Linked DNA regions of Mus musculus: region 2 is linked to region 1. A link is a contact called in public ChIA-PET data. All regions are on one chromosome and are shown on one strand. The core of a region is the stretch at or near the end of the contact, and the rest is flanking DNA. Distances in the headings are between cores, read along the strand shown. Region 1 has its middle 46 kb from the start of Mir7025. Region 2 has its middle 170 kb from the start of Mir7025.

Region 1 (5,425 bases), core at 1,347-3,846:
AAGGGAAGACCAGAAGTCTGGCCAGGAAGGAGAGGGGCTACCAGAGGAGAGGGCAGCCCCAGCTCTGGCACAGCTGCAGTAGTTGAGGCCTCACAAGGTGCACAGACAGCTGGGGTGGAATGGGGGGCAGGATTTCAGATAGGGACTCTCGGGTGGGGGCTAGGGTTGTGGCAGATATGGCAGCTAGCATCAAAGTGACTCCAAAGACTGAAATGGCAATAAACAGCCGTGAAGTAGAAAGGATATTTTGAGATTGGAAAGACCTAGGTCAGGACACGGCCTCACTGCTCATCTGTTAAGTAGTCCCAGATAAGCCTGAGTATCTCCTTGCATTCAGCTTCAATCGCCTTCTCTTGTATTACAGCCACGGTAGAACATTGGTCATACTATTGTATAAAGTGGTATGTGTAAATACAGATATAGTTATATGTGTAAGTACAGATTTAGTTATATGTTTAAGTACAGATATACTAATATAGTCATATGTGCCTCTGAAATAGATGCCTACCCAATATGTATATAAAGCAGTGCCCAACTTGTGACAGGTTAGCTGAAGATTCTTTGACTTCAAGAGGCCCCTGAGTTGACCCATGGGGTCTGTCTCTTTCAAAACAATATCAACAAATGCCATAGAAACTTCAGTATGTCATTATAAACAGGCTTATGTCAGATCATCTCCCTCAGCTATTGGTGAATAACAATTGTTCTGCCCCCACCCCGCACCAAAGGCTCAGGGAAGATCACAGAGGAGAGGGCAGAGAGGATGCAAGAGCTGGAGGGTGGGAAGGGATACTGTGAGATGCTGTTTTCAGGACACAGCCTGGCCACAGCACCCATGAACTCCCAACACCTACAGGGGCCTGCACAAGAACTGTACAAGATAAAGCCAACAAGATCAGTCTGTATTCCAATGGGCTGACTAATTGGACTCTGTGGGTTTTATTAAGTAGAGGATTTGAACAGGGGAAGAGACCATGTCAGAGATGCAAGGGAGAGCTGGGGTGGGTATGATCGAGATATATTGTTTACATCTATAAAACTGTCAACGAATAAATGAGAGATAACCTATTCGAAAGGTAACTGTGCTAAGTACATTTAAGGTAAGCGAGACTAAGCTGCATTGTTCAGTCACTAAAGTCTAGTAAATGTATTTTTGACAGTTCTTCAACTTCATGATAGGTTTATTAGAAAACAGTCCACTGTAAGTCCAGGAGCACTTACACAGAAATTGCTATCTATATATAGACTTTAAACAGCTATAAATAGATAGTAGTTTATATTTCAAGATAAGAATCAAATTCTCAGCATACAGCAGATACCCCGCCAGCATTAGCCCATCACACATACATACTTCCCCTTCTAATCACCCTCCTTTTTCCACACTTAAGAAAGATAAGAACTGGCTGATTTAAATGATAATCCACAGCTCAAGCCTTAAGCATCTGTCCTTTCAGGCCCTGGGAAGCCTCCTCCGGTGCCCAGAAGACAGAGCCCACAGTGTGCAGCTCTCCAGCCTTTCGGCTGGCATCCTGCAGATGCCCACAGACCTTCCATTCAGAGCTCCTGAGTCCGCAGTGAGCCTCAGAGTAGACTGCAAAGAGCCCATCTTTCAAGCACTCAACCCTGAATATAATGTCTGTGCCTTTTAATTTTTTTTTTTAACTCAGGGAAGTCTGCTCTTGACTCTCGTGAATAAGTAAATTCTTTTTGCCATGTGGAAATTGGTTTAGAAAAATCTATATGTCTCCAGGTTTCACCCATGAATATCCAGCTTGGCCTTGCTCTTTCTGTAACTCAAAAATGACATTACATGTGAAGTGTGTGTGTCTGTGCGTGTGTGTGCGTGTGTGTGTGCGTGTGTGTGCGTGTGCGTGTGTGTGTGTGTGCGTGTGTGTGTGTGTGTGTGTGTGTGTGCGTGTGCGTGTGCGTGTGTGTGTGTGTGGTGGGGGTGGGGGGCTTTGGATGTCTGACTTTCTTGGATATATAGTTCCAAATCTCCTCCCTGGCAGACCCAATGTTCCAAATATGTCCTGAGGTTGTAAAGCAAGCCCTGGCCCTAGACTAGGGCTTTGATACTATGGTTAGTGTTTAGAAACTTCCGTTTCTTATCCAACTTTAAAGTATGTTTTGCAAAAAGTGTCAATACAAGCAACACACTCATCATTTTGCCAAAAGAAAAATTCACCCATGAACCAAGCACGTCAAGAGATCAAAACGCTGTCTCTTGTAGAGTGTCCATCATCAATCCTCATTTGTGAAATATTTGTCATCATGGAATAAAATATACACATACTCTGCAGTGCATAAGTTGTGTGAGCTTCTGGCCCTGCAATCCCCCACCCTGTCACCAGCTCCCCATTGTAGATACATAGAAGTAAAATGTGCAGCTTGGAGAGGGGGCTTCTCCTCTACCCAGCCCACCTGCAGGTGGTCCAAATGAACACCCGAAACTCTCCATCAATCATTGCCAACCATTGTCTGGTACGTGCTCGGCTCTCTTCTAGACACAAAGGGGGTGGGGAGGAGGGATGTAGGAAAGAAACTGCAGGCCTGGTCCTCCCTCACTCTCTAGGGACATTGCCATGGCAACGGGAAGGGGGCAGCTGGGGAGGTGGGGGTGGGAAAAGGGCACCAAACAGGGAGAGGACGGGGCCTCACCCAGGCTCTTGCTGCCTGGTTTTTGCTCACCCAGGTTGCAGCTGCCTCCTTTGTCCTCTGTGAATGAAACCTCTGACTATACTTTCTAGGGCAATTTCCCAAAAGTGTGTCATGAGACAAAGGCAAGATGCTAATGCCCTAAGCAGAAAATAATGGTAATCATTGGTGGCCACCTGATAGATAGGTAAGGAGAAACAAATAGGCCTTTGCTTCAGACCTCTGACACCGCTAGCGACAGTGTGCCTCCGGCTGAGGACCTAAGTCTGGTTACATTGTCCTTGAGGAACCAGGGCCCAAGGGACACCCCGTGAAGGTACAGCTCTTGACTGAACATGCTGGCTCTCACTGTTACTCAAGCCCTTGGGAGGCAGAGACAGGTGGGTCTCTGAGAGTTCAAAGTCAGCTTGGTCTACATAGCTCTCAGGACAGGTTAGTGAGACCCTACGCAGCTCTAGAAGATTCTCGATTGTGTCACTAACCACCATGTTCCCCTCGGTGTTCCTAGGCTAAAGAAACCACTGTAGTGGTGGTGGGGAGGATGTCCTTGCCTTCCTAGTAGGCCTAGGAAATGGTAGAATTTGAAGAAAACCTGAAGGTTGGGCTGCAGGGCTCCACGGGCAGAGAGACACCAAAGGAAGAAAATTCAGGACTCACCATTTCAGGACCTCAGCTCTGCCTCCAGCACTGAAGTCACAAGGGAATCACCGAGTGACCGCTGCTGTTGGGCCAGGACTGAAGGCAGCCAACCCCAACAGAAGGCTCCATGCCCCAGCTCCAAGCCATCTTCCTGAGGTGCCACAGAAAACCAGCCTTTTCTCAGTCCTCTTTCCTCATGGCCCGTGGGCCCCAGGGTCTAACATAAACCGAGCAAGAGTGGTAAGGAAGAGCCCTGTGGCTTGGCATCCTGATCGTCTCACACTGATGCACCGGCCCCTCAGCTTCCCCTAGGCCTTTTGTAACTAGTTGGGCTTTTCTATGTCTGCCCCGATGTCCAAATAATGACATGGAGGCTTATTTTTATTTACAATGCTTATGGCCTTAGCTTAGGGGTTGTCTCCCAACTAGTTCTTAACTTATCTTAACCCGTTTATACTAATCCAAGTTCTGCCACGTGGCTGGTTACCTCTCCTCAGTTTCATACACGGGACTTCCTCTGTGTCCCGGTGGCGAACCCTCCTCTGATTAACCCCCGGAGTTCCCCTTTCTCTCAGCCCGATGTCCCACCTTCTAATCCTAGAAGCTCATTGGCCATCAGATTTTTATTGACAGGTGATGCTTCCACGCAGTACACAAGAGATGTCTCTCCATTCCCCTGCCCTCTGGTCAGTTGTTCCCAACGTTGGATGTTCCTTGTAACCTAGAGGTGTTTGTTTTGCTTTAAACCCCCATGGCCAAGCCTCATCTCACTTAAGTAAAGTCAGAATCGTGGTGAAACTCTGGCGTCGTGCTTTATTCCCTGAGTGATTTCTACCTGGAATCGGAGCGGCCTATTCTTCTGGAAATGGGGTTGCTCAGGAAGCAGAGGGGTTTTTTTTTTCCACCCTTTACTTTTAGCCAAAAGTGTTCTACCTGGGGTACACGCTTTCCTGCTTCGGGGTACCTTTTTGATCATTGTGTCTCTCGTTTATGGTCAGAGAATTCGCAGGACCCAGCACGCCCCTCGTTCTACGGATCCAGCTCCTTCTGGCTAGCTGTCTCATCCACAAGTAACTGTGATTAACATCTGCACAGCACGGACTTCCGGGCACGCCAACTCCTGAATGCAGTCTCAACAATGCTTATCAGCCCCTGCGTTCTTGTACTGGCTTCAGTTGGCACCGTATAACCCCCAGATACCTTCCCCACAAGACCCTCCTCGCCAAAGGTTTTACTTCTCATGAAAAGTCAAATAAATACAGGATGTGAATTCCCCTGCCAGATTCATTGGGCTTGCAAGGCTGCAGTGGGCTGTTCCCGAGACACTCAGAAACTAGAAAGGAAATGTCACCTTAACTGAAACGGAGACTATTGGAGTCGGCACTAAACATCTGAGGCCCACACACGTAAATAACTCATCTTAAAGAGTGGTGCCAGGCTCCTACAGATGGGGGCAAACTGCACCAAAAGATCAGTGATGGGCCAGCCAGGTGAGGCTGCCCACACCTGTTATCCCAGCACCTGGAAGGCCAAGGCTTCAGGCCTGAAAATTTAAAGTCATCTGGGTTGTATATTGAGTTCCAACATTGCAAGGCTCCCTCTCAAAGACAAAAAAAAATTAATGAATTTTTTTCAACATTAAAATATAACTTTAAATGGAATTAATGCAAAACAAGGTCTCTTTAAATAGCTAGGACAGAACAATTTGGGGTATAGAAAAAAATGTTAGTACTTCAACTTGGATTTCAATTTATAGAATGAACACATCTTCATTTTGACGTAAAATTGATAGTAAATAGGGTCCATGATCTTTTAAAGTTGGGCTCTCCATGCTGTTAATAGTGTCAGCATAAAACCTCAGTGTACTTAATGCCCAGCTTCGAAGGAGGCATTCCAGACAACAGGAGTGGCCAGTTCTTTCTGGCTCTGTTGAGAAGCCTTGATCAAGCATGCGTAGAAGTATGGCCAGCTCTTACAGACTTGAAGCCGATTCTTTCAAGTCTTCTGCCCCTGCCCCTGCCCCTGCCCCTGCCCCTGCCCCTGCCCCTGCCCCCTGCCCCTGCCCCTGCCCCTGCCCCTGCCCCTGCCCCTGCCGCTGCCCCTGCACAGGTGATCTTCTGACAGCCTCCAT
Region 2 (5,148 bases), core at 98-2,597, 120 kb before region 1:
ACAGTATTTCTGAGCTCTCTGCTGCGTGCCAGGCCCTGAGCTAAGCACTTCATGGGCTACATTCAATTCATCTTCATAAGAGCTCTGTGAAGCAAATACAACACACGGTGACATGTTTGTGGCCGAGAGAAGTGATTTGTCTAAAGTCTGGCAGCTGCGAGGTGAGGGAACAGACTCTGTACAGCTTGGTACTCTGAGCTCTGGGTACATCAAAGGGAGATATGACTTCTCAGAGTCAATTTTGAACAGTAAAGGGCAGTGCAAAGACTTTCCTCCGTAATCTAGATGCTTCTACATATCTAAGGAGGTGTGACCACATAAGCTAATGGAAAGATTCTGAAATCAACTGGAGTACAGAGAGATGGAGGGATGCCTTCTGTTTCTATGTAAAGTGACATGTGGTTATTAATGAGTGGCGGGGGGCATACAAAGAGGGTTTGCCTTTTGAGGGCAGACTCATTAGCAAAGGAATTCACCATGTATGACTAAAGTCAATCATAGTGTGTTGACATCTTTGTCAAGGAATGCAGATGCACAGAAAGAAGGGAGACCAACTTAACTTCTAATGCTGTCAGCTATAGGACATGCATCCCAAACAACACAGCCATCAAATATGGAGACTGCCTAGAAAAGATGACTTTGAAACTGTTCACAGACTCAGAACTGCAATTTTCCCGCCAGAACTTCATTATTGTGAAGCCCTTCAGAATGAAGACCCTTTAGACCCTATCTTAATCAACACACAAGTAATCCTACTTATATCAAACACTTCTTCATCTATAAGTACCGTTTCATGTGGCCACTCACATTTTAAAACTCAACCACAAATGAGGTGATCTCATTTGTTTTAAGCATTCTTTAAGACTCAGATTTAAGCTATCCGAAGGAAATTGGTATAGTACAGAAGTGATTCCTAGAAGTACAGGAATAGGCAAAACAATGATAAAACATAAAGGCATGGTCACATATAGGAGAATTTTAAAAATTAGATATAAAGATACGGGCTAATTATAGAGCGGGATTTCGCCCTGGTACTCTACTTCCCTGTCACTAGATGGGGCTCACTAGTTGAGGTTTCTTCCCGCCCAGATTTGGAATTTTGTGTCAGACAACAGAGAGGATTCAACTGGGGATTCGGTTCAGTTCTTGAAAAGATAAGTTATTGGAAGGTTTTCAATGGGACTCCTAATAAGATTGACTTTTTTTTTTTTGGTTGCCACAAAAGTCTTATTGAGCAAAGCTAGCTCTCTCCCAGTTGAACATGAAATGGGTCACTATTAGAAAAGACAGCTTCGCTGTGTTTGTACTTGGGATTAACAGATAAAATAAATAGTTCTTTTCTTCCCACGGGCATTGATGGGGCAGCTTTCTCCGAAATGACTGGAGACTTCTGTTCTTTTCAACAAACACAGCCCTCCAATTAGGGGCTGCAAATAAGATTATATGCCCTGAATGAGCCTGAAAGGGGCCTTTTATAATTAGAAAGTTTGTGTGTGCGAACTGAAGCAGCATTAAGTGCTCACTGTGGCTTCATTAAGAGAAGCTGAACGAAGATTCCCAAACCCTCGTCTGAGTGCTCCAAAATGATAAAATAAAAATTGTGGAGAACAATAAAGTGTATCCTCCCCCTCCTCCCTCCTCCCTTCTCCCTCCTCCCTCTTCCCTCCTCTCTCTTCATCTTCTTTTCCTACTATCACATCCAAGGAGCAGAAACCAATCAGTGCTGTGTGTAAATTAGGCATAGTTTGGAAACACTGCCCTTGAACAATGGACAGTGTTAGAATCCAGGCAAAAAATAAAGGATGAAATCATGGCATCCTTGTGGATAGAGCATATAGTCTATTTCCCTACAAGACTTCGATGATGGCTGCTCTATCTCTTTTATGACATAATGATGTATTGAGAGCTGCTGGCTTTGGCTTAGCCAGGCTTCCTGGACGGTGGACACAGTGGTGATTGTCCGCATCTACTCTTCCAGATCAAGCAGAGCTCAGTATGTGAATGGGCCTCTCCTTCATGAATAGGTTTCCTCTCCACACACACAATGCATTCAGGATTAGTGTCCTGAAGCCCCTAGCATCCTAGAGAATCAGATGCAGCCGTGCAATGCTTCCTCTGACCACAGCTTCCTCTGAGCTAAGGGGAAACGACAAGGCTGGGAAGAGGGAGAAGATGAGCTGAGAGTCTCTAGCTAGGGCAAAAGAGAATAGTTCTAGACATAACAGATGGAATTGTGTCCAGTCTCCAGCTCAGTGGGTCCACATTTCAGGCGCTTATCATGGGGCAGAAGGTATCCCTGAACTGAGTTCCTAGCAGGAGGCAGACTAAGAGCCTCAGTTTACAGTGCTCATGTTCCAGGTGCTTCTTAAACATGTGAGTTGTACATTATATCACCATTCTTTTATCTGGACGGTAGTGTCTGCCTCTCAGGACTAGTAGCTGCGAATTCATATTGCTAGAGATTTCTCTGATATGTAGGAGACAGTCATAAATATTTCATGAATGAATGAACAAACATATCTATCAAATCAGGGGTTTCAAAGTCTTCAAATCCATTTAACACACTCAAACCATAAATATTATCTTCTGATACTTTAACATTCACATACATACATACACACGTGCATATACATGTGCATACACACACACACGCCAGACTTTCTTACTTTACAATCATGGATTCTCTTAGGAGCCAACATTTTATTAATTTTTTATAAGAATATATTTTAGTTTGTTATGCTCAGACCAATTTTCTTTTCCTTTTTTCCTTTTTTTAAAGTGACCATTTCTTTCAATGTTAGACATTTTTGAAGTTTTCTTGAGATACTCTTAGCATCCTAAGCTATTTTCAGACTTCCTTTTTCATCCCTTAAAATCTTGGTGGTTGAGGTGCTAATAAAAGGCCTCCCCTGCTGTAGTAGCACATTCTTATAATTCTAGCCCTTGAGAGACTGAGGCAGGAGGGAGCAGGAGGATCATAAGCCCCAGCAAGCCTCGTCCATAGAGCAAAGCTGTGTCTCAAAACATGATATTTAGGATTAGTGAAGTGAACATCAAACTATAGACTCCCTAGTCTGACAATATCAAGGAGAGTAAATATTTTACTAAACAACAAAATAATTACACCAAAGAATATGTTTAAATAACTTCAACAAAGTTCTGATTTTAAAATTTAAAAAAGGAAAAATTAACAGGGCATGACAGTATGTTCCTGTACTCCTAGAGTTTGGGAGGTAGGGACAGGAGGACCTGCAGCAGGTTGGGGCCAGCTGGGCTCCAGAACAAGACCCGTGCCTCTCAACAATCCAAACCAAACCAAATCAAACCAAACCAAACCAAACCAAACCAAACCAAACCAAACCAAACCAAAGAATATCTTCCATGTAGTCTCATAGAATGACTGAACCACATGATCAGCTGGACCATCTTTTTAAAATGACTTTTGAAGTTTCCAAAGGAAGTATTTTGTCTTTCCAGGGTGACCCTGCTCTCTGTTCCCACTTTGGTACCTTCTACATGTTACTTATGGGTCCAAATTCATGAATTCAGAGTGAAAGACAGCTTATTGTTTCCCAAGAATCGTGATGTATATTGAACAGAAAATGAGGGGGAAAGCATAACGTAATTGTTTTGGAAAACACAACACAGGAGCTGGAAATTGTAGCCTTGTGGGACGAGCATGGCCAGTGAGCAGGGCCCCAGATCACTGTGCCCAGAACCAGAACCAAAGCAACAGGTCAAATCTGAATGCACAAGAAGACGATCTTTGGAACATAAATATTTTTCTCTTTCTATTATAAACAGCAAGATTTTTTTTCACTCCAGTTGCATATTTAATTAGCAGACCCCCAACAGTATGCCTGACACAATTCTAAACTAGAAGTACTGAAAATTCTTTTCCTTTGTTTTATCTAATTCAATGGCCAAGGAAATATGTGTAGTCTCTGGTTGGACTGGAATCAAGGAACAAAACAGATAAAATTACCAAGACGTGGTGCTGTAAGGATGGCTCAGCAGTTAAGAATATTTGCAGTTCTTGCAGAAGACCTGGGTTCAGTTTCTAGCCCCCATATGGCAGCTTAAATCTGCTTGTGACTTCAGTTTTAGAAAATCTAACTATCCTTTTTTTTTCCTCCTTGGGCACCAGGTAAGCATGTGATAAACATACATACATTCAGGCACTCATACATGCACATAAATTAAAAATAGATGACACATGGTGATTGACACATTTAACCTCAGCACTTGGGAGGCAGAGGCAGGTGAATCTCTAAGTTTGAGGCCAGGTTGGTCTTTGTAGTTGTGGTTTCAGGCCAGCCAGAGCTACATTGTGAGACCCTGTCTCAAAAACTTCCAATAAATAAATCGTATTTAACCTTACCCACAGCCACACATTAGGTGGAGTTTGGGGAGTCACAAGGAAGAGGGAGAAGAAAGACTGTAACAGGCAGAGCGGTCAAGGACACCACAAGAAAAGCCAGAGAATCTACCAACTTGAGCCCACTGGGGCTCAGACTGAACTGCCAACCAAGGAGCCTGCATGGGACTGATGTAGGCCTTCCACACATATGTTACAGTTGTGTAGCTTGGGCTTCTTGTGGGACTCCTAACAGTGGGAACAGGACCTGGCTCTGGCTCTGTTTCCTGTCGTTAGGACCCTTACCCCCTACTTGCTTTGTCTAGTCTTAATAGAAGAGGAGGGGTCTAGTCTTACTGCAGCTTGATGTGCCATGGCTGGTTGATACCCGTTGAGGCTGGCCCTTTCTGAAGACGAGTAGTAAGTGGTGGGGGGGGGGGATAGGGGAGGGGTGGGGCAAAAAGGAGAGGAGAGAAGGGAAACTATAAATGTAAAATAAATATAATTCAAAACAAGGCAAAACAAAAAATTACCAAGACTTGAGCTGAGATGACCCAGGAAAAAAATTCTGCCATTAGTTTGGCTTTTAGTTTTTCTTATTCCCAAAAGGAAAACACAACCCCAAACAAAACAATGGTGACGTTAACTTCCAACCCCCTAGTTTCATTCAGGTGAAGAAGGAACAGCGCAAGCCATCTGGAAAGGCTTGCGTGGTCCACACAATGTACTTAGAGATCCAAAGCAGTTGGATACAGCTGACCCAGAGTCAGCAAAGATGGCCGGGTTTCAGA

The links. ChIA-PET counts read pairs in DNA pulled down with a chosen protein or histone mark.
Region 2: a contact with region 1 is called in an RNA polymerase II ChIA-PET map of neural stem cells, with 6 times the contacts expected there. The contact joins two enhancer-like sites. A contact is called at or near these places in 2 of 15 datasets of contacts at CTCF or cohesin (the G1E-ER4 cell line and hippocampal excitatory neurons), 22 of 484 Hi-C or Micro-C datasets (brain, cardiomyocytes, cerebral cortex and 14 more) and 4 of 115 datasets of contacts at active chromatin or transcription factors (astrocytes, neural progenitor cells, neural stem cells and 1 more).

The regions. Positions count from the first base shown.
Region 1 is chr5:75,220,187-75,225,611 of GRCm38.p6, reverse strand. No RefSeq gene overlaps it. Among named protein-coding and RNA genes, the nearest start is that of Mir7025, 46 kb to the right of the region's middle. Within about 2 kb of position 2,596, at least 23 of the 459 cell types and tissues checked have an H3K27ac peak or open chromatin away from gene starts, as enhancers often do. A contact at or near this core is called in neural progenitor cells, neural stem cells and oligodendrocyte precursor cells, where this site is marked.
Region 2 is chr5:75,343,855-75,349,002 of GRCm38.p6, reverse strand. No RefSeq gene overlaps it. Among named protein-coding and RNA genes, the nearest start is that of Mir7025, 170 kb to the right of the region's middle. Within about 2 kb of position 1,347, at least 12 of the 459 cell types and tissues checked have an H3K27ac peak or open chromatin away from gene starts, as enhancers often do. A contact at or near this core is called in neural progenitor cells, neural stem cells and oligodendrocyte precursor cells, where this site is marked.